Linked DNA regions of Zea mays: region 1 is linked to region 2. Evidence: chromatin contacts called from public Hi-C data. All regions are on one chromosome and are shown on one strand. The core of a region is the stretch at or near the end of the contact, and the rest is flanking DNA. Distances in the headings are between cores, read along the strand shown. Region 1 holds the start of LOC109941448 (fasciclin-like arabinogalactan protein 9). Region 2 holds the start of LOC100272243 (Guanylate-binding family protein).

Evidence for each region. A called contact is a pair of places that touch in the nucleus more often than the background predicts.
Region 1: a Hi-C map of endosperm shows a contact between it and region 2, with 7 times the contacts expected there. The contact joins the promoter of LOC109941448 here to the promoter of LOC100272243 in region 2. A contact is called at or near these places in 14 of 25 Hi-C or Micro-C datasets (bundle sheath, ear, endosperm and 3 more).

What each region holds. Positions count from the first base shown.
Region 1 is chr8:70,847,242-70,849,941 of Zm-B73-REFERENCE-NAM-5.0, reverse strand. LOC109941448 (fasciclin-like arabinogalactan protein 9) reads right to left here and starts at 1,403. Exons shown (of 1, transcript XM_020542414.3): 1 at 1-1,403. The coding sequence starts at 783. The coding sequence ends at 7.
Region 2 is chr8:70,712,257-70,714,956 of Zm-B73-REFERENCE-NAM-5.0, reverse strand. LOC100272243 (Guanylate-binding family protein) reads left to right here and starts at 1,433. Exons shown (of 14, transcript XM_008656297.4): 1 at 1,433-1,827. The coding sequence starts at 1,582.

The DNA.
Region 1 (2,700 bases), core at 154-2,653, 140 kb before region 2:
ACATTCTCACAACAGGGACAGGAAGGAGGCCGCGGCGGCCAGGAACAGCAGAGCGGGCAGCGAGCTCCATCCGGCGGTCCTGCTGGCGCCGCGCGCGGCCGCGCCGGAGGGCGGCGCGTCAGCCGAGCCGGCGGCGGGCGCCTCGGCGACGGACCCGCCCTTGGCCGGCTTCCTGGCGGCGGGCGGCGCGGACGCCGGGGGCTTGACGCCGAACAGGTCGTTGGCCAGCAGCACCTGGTCGACGGAGTAGACGGCGAGGGGCTGCTGCGCGCGCAGGGCCTGGCCGACGCGGGTGGCGACGAGGCCCGTGGACACGTTGGCCTGGCCGCTGCTGTCGGCGGTGATGTTGAGCGTGTAGGGCCCGTCGGAGCCCGACGCCTGCGTACGCACGGGGTTGCTGGCGGTCTCGAAGGAGTCGAGCGAGTAGAACTGCGGCAGGACGTGGTACTGCACCAGCGACACCTGCTCCTGCTGCGACAGCTTGTTCAGCGTGCCGGGCTTGAGGCTGGAGAAGGCGCTGTCGGTGGGCGCGAACACCGTGTACCCGCTGCCGAACGAGTTGTTCAGCTGGCCGTTCAGCTGCGTGTCCTGCTGCGTCGACTTCATCAGCCGCATGAACGTCGTGTACTGCCCGCCCTTCTCCAGGATCGCCGTAACGTTCGGCGGGCCCTTGTTGGGCGGCGCCGCCGCCGCGGGGCCTGGCGCCTGGCAGAGCACCGCCGGCACCGCCGCCAGCGCCAGGAACGCCGCCGCGAGCAGGCTCCTTGTCCTTGCCGCCGCCATTATTGGTGTCGTGTCGTCACCGCAAACGCAAAGGTGGTGGCGGCGGCGGTGCTCACGGCTCAGTTTCCGCTGAACCTGAGCACGAAACGCAGGGATCCATCGGGGTGATGGCTCTGACGGCGATATATGGGCTTGTTCGCTGCGGCTTTAATCCGACTGCGGCTGCGGCTTCTACAGTATTTTCTCTCTGGTGATTGCAGCTGCAACAGTATTTTGCAGCTGCAACAGTGGTTTTTGTAGTGCAGGCGAACGCGCTCTATACTAATAACGCCCGTGGATCGATCGGCGCGGAGTTGTCAGTCAGCACGTGAGAGGGAACAGTCTGGCAGAGGACCGAGGCATTTGACCTGAGATCTCCCTCCCACTCCTAGTGGAGGATCGAGCAAATTGCGAGTACGAAAACGATTTGTATCGAGTCGATTGGAAGGGATTAAAACTAGCAAAGAGATTATCTTTTTTATAGATCTCCTCTATTTTACTGTTAACAAAGAGATTATCTCTTTTATAGATCTTCTCTATTTTACTGTCTACCAAACCGGCCTTTAGGCCCCTTTGGCAGGGCTCCTAACGGCTTCCCTCTGGCTTCTTTGGTTCTCTAGAGGAGCCAGAGCCGTTTTGTAATTCATTTGACAAAACAGCTTCTCACGAGGAGACCGTAGCAGAGACTGTAATTTTGTGATACATTATTGTGTGCCGGATATAAGGGGCCGATAGAAGCTTGTTTTCTCGTGCTTCGGCTCCAAATAGCAAAACGGCTCTGGCTCTTTGATGGCTCTCTGTGAAGAGCCGTTTTTTTAAGACTGTTTGGTACGGCTTCACGAAGAGATAGAAAAAGAGCCACTGCGATAGCCATGTCAAAGGGAGCCTTAATATCGGTTTTGAAGTCATGAATGGTTGCCAGAGTATGATCAGATATTCAGAGCTACTGTGCCATATTATGCTTAAAGAAACACAAGATCCGTCATAAAAAAAAAGGTTGCTGCGCAGTAGAGCGATAATACTGTTTTCCGCGGAGTCTGAATAACGGTCAGCTGAGCCAGAAACTTGCAAGCTGCTCGGCTGGCATTTCTTTGTTTGCTTAAGATGGATCGTCGCAAGGTTGAGAAACGAAGGCATTCTTTCCTTGCTTAATTGAACGGCCGGCAAACCTCCTGTCTGTTCGTTAAAAAAAAGAAAAGAAAATAAGAGAAGAGAAGGCATTCGTGTTTGTAGGACCCCAAACTGCCATCAGGAGCACTTCAAGCTCAGTTATCTGTGGGTCCAATCCATTTCGTGCCTGCCCACCAACGTATGCAATGATGCAACCAACCGGTCGTCCCACCGCCGAATACGCGCTGTTCAGTTTTTTGCCAGGATGAAGAGAGTTGGAGCCGTCCGTCCCAGCAAGCGGAGCTGGCCGATAAGGAAAGCCAGGTGTACATGCTGTTGGTGTTGGGCCCTGCTCAGCTGAGTGCCCGTACCAACAGGTCCCCTTGCTCGCCGGCAAATATCCCTGTTTGGTGGAGAGTGATCAATGCTAGTAGCTGGCAAGAAAGCCGGCCGGTCTCATGCATTCCGGATCCAAAGCAGCTCGGTTTCACCGATCGATCTACGCCGGGGAATCCTCATTTCGGATCTCGAGACGGACATTTGCATGAACTGCACGCGTCCACGGCTTCTAGTCCGCCAGGTCGCCGGTCGCGTCCACGGCTTGAGATAATTAAGAACGGGCAACCTGTGGACTTGGCCGCATCTTGCGAGGTCTCTTCTCGACTCACTCGCGTAAACTATACCAGTAGCAGCAGCAGAGAAGGCGGCATCAGTGATCTGTGTTCTGGGTAGTATACGACAACCGCAGTCCGCAGAGAGTAGCCGTTACCTTGCCAGTGCAGGAACGCAGGTGGTGACGATAGTTTAGTTTATGCATGCATATGGGCC
Region 2 (2,700 bases), core at 184-2,683:
ATCTATACTATACTTAAAGCATCAGTTTTAACGGTCATTCCGCGTCATTTTTTTTACAAATAACTTCTCGTAGCTATTTCAAATTAACCTGATACACGCCTATAGATGGCCAAATGGCGGCCCGGCACGAGCCAAACGTCTGTGGGCCATAACTCTGGCCAGGCATGTCATGTCGACCTGCTGACTGTGTCGGGCCAGCTCGTTAGCTCGTCGTCCCATTTGATTAAATCAACATAAAATGTTAAAAAAACGGTGTAGGAGGTGAGGTTTGAACCAATGCCGTGATGAATGAAGGGCGGGACACACTGGGTGAAGCTATCTAACCAGTGGAACATCATGCTTATATATTTTTAATAATTAATATAAAAATATAAATTGTATATATGTATATACGTTTTTTGTAAAATAAAAAAATATAATCGTGTCGGACCGGGCCAATACTACGGGCCGAGGCTACAGCACAAGCACGACACAACGTTCTTGGCTCTTGCAAACATTAGGTCGTTTCTGAGACCACATTGGCGCAATGAACTCAATGGTGTTTGAGGTTGTTGAATTGGATGGAGCAACAATGATTTGTTACACTAACAGTAAAATGAAAGGTTATTTGTTGGTTCTAAACGTTAGTAATTGCTAGAAAGTAGCATAATTTATATGGAGTGCATACAATTTTTATTGATTCCTGACTTTAGCAATCACTCCATATTTTGATCTATCTTTTTTATAAGTTTGAGTTCATGAGACTTATTTTAGAAACTTGAGCCCACAAACTTTCTCTTATTTGGTCTCTGTATGGTGGAATTATATTATTTTATAATCTCTGTTCGTTTAGTGAGTCGTTGTGAACTCTCTTCTAATCGCTCACTTTATTGGTCGTGTTGTACCAAGACATATTGGATGAAGTAAAAATAATATCAGTTAGCCAAATCAAAAAATATTATATGGAGAGTAGAGACAATTAATAAAAAATCTTGAATTTTTTTAGTAGATAATTTACATAGGTATTGTTGTAAGACGTCGCAACGCACGGGCAACCCACTAGTATATTTTATTTGACACTCCCAATATTGTCCAGACGACGAGCCACGATGATCAAAGAGCAGTATAAAAAACTGACTTACAAACAAACAATTTTTGTTTAATTCTTGCGGCAAGTCCCACAAATCTTGGTCCGTGATTTAAATAAAGGCAAAATATTTTGAATAGAAAAAAAAACAAGTCCAGGTCACAAGCTCAGCACCGACCTGCTGAATTCAAAGAAGAAAGAAAAAGAAACGGGAAGCCTTTCTGGACGGATCAAGGCCCAACAGTCCATCTCAGCAGCACAGAGACGCAGCGCGTGAAGCCCACTAAGGGCAGCCGCGTGGCCCACGTCGCGTCGTTCCAACGCAGCGGCGGGAACCGACGTCGGCTCAACCTCCGCCAGCGACCGTGTCGTTTCGTTGCTTTTGCTGAACCTTGGAGGGAGGGACGAGGGCATTCGCGATCCCTGCTGAACCCGCCTTTCCCTCTCCCCATTTTTTGAAAGCAGAAAAAACACAGGCTCACGGACCTCTCCTTGCCGTCGGCGGCGACTTCGCGATGTTCCAGATGCTGGGCCTCCGCGGGGGGAGCCCCAGCGCTGGCGAGGCGACCCCCGTCATGAGCGGGGACGGCGGCGCGGTCGCGGGTCCCGCGCGGCCGCTGCGCCTGGCGTACTGCGACGAGAAGGGCAGGTTCGTGATGGACCCCGAGGCGGCGGCGGCGCTGCAGCTCGTGAAGGGCCCCGTCGGGGTCGTCTCCGTCTGCGGCCGCGCGCGCCAGGGCAAGAGCTTCATCCTCAACCAGGTACGGCGCGCGATGGGGCGAGTTGGTTTTTTCGGGTGACGCCTGGGTCTGTGCGTCGACGGTGCGGTGCGCGGCTACGGTTTCGGCGTTGTTTTTCTGAGATGGATGACCCGCTGGTTTAGTTTGGGGCTTCGGCCGGACCTTTGAAAGTTCAAGTGATAATTTTTGCAACTTGATTTGTAGGGTTTATGTAGAATCTTGTCTTCTAGGGTTTATTGACTCATTGACTGGTGGAATTGTAGCTTTTGCCCGCAATTCGGAAATATGTTGCGAGTTGACAGTGCGAGAAGCATTAGGATAATAGAACTCAACATGCGTGCAACTTTCAGTCAGAGACAGGGAATTGAAATTTAAGGAGTATCAATGTGTGTGGCTTAATTCCTCATGAAATGGTTATGGGTTAAGACGTGTTCATACATTAGGTGTGTGGTTCTTGTTAGCAACATCAGTGTTTCAAAGGAAGTTTATGGACTTAAACCACAATTTGACCACCTTACAGGATTGTGACATATCCCAGTATTAGAATGGTGTATTGCACTTTTATTAGCAAATGAATGCTTTCTCTTGACTGTAGGAGTATTGGCTTTTTGATTGTAGGTGTGTTATCTCCTTTTAAGGATTAGTCCGGTTGTCATCGTGCAATTAGTCCATGGAACCTTTTTATGTTCTGGAATCATATGAACGTTACATTTCCATGCTTGGGTGGTGCTAAGCATAGGATTCTGCAAAACCAAACAAAGAACTCCGTGAGTAATAATTGACAAAAGCTGGTGGGTGCCTAGGATGCGAAAAAAGTGTAGGAAGTAGGAACACAAAAGTTTGGTTAAACATCACTACGGGCTTCAACTTGTTTAAACAGTTATTCACTTATTT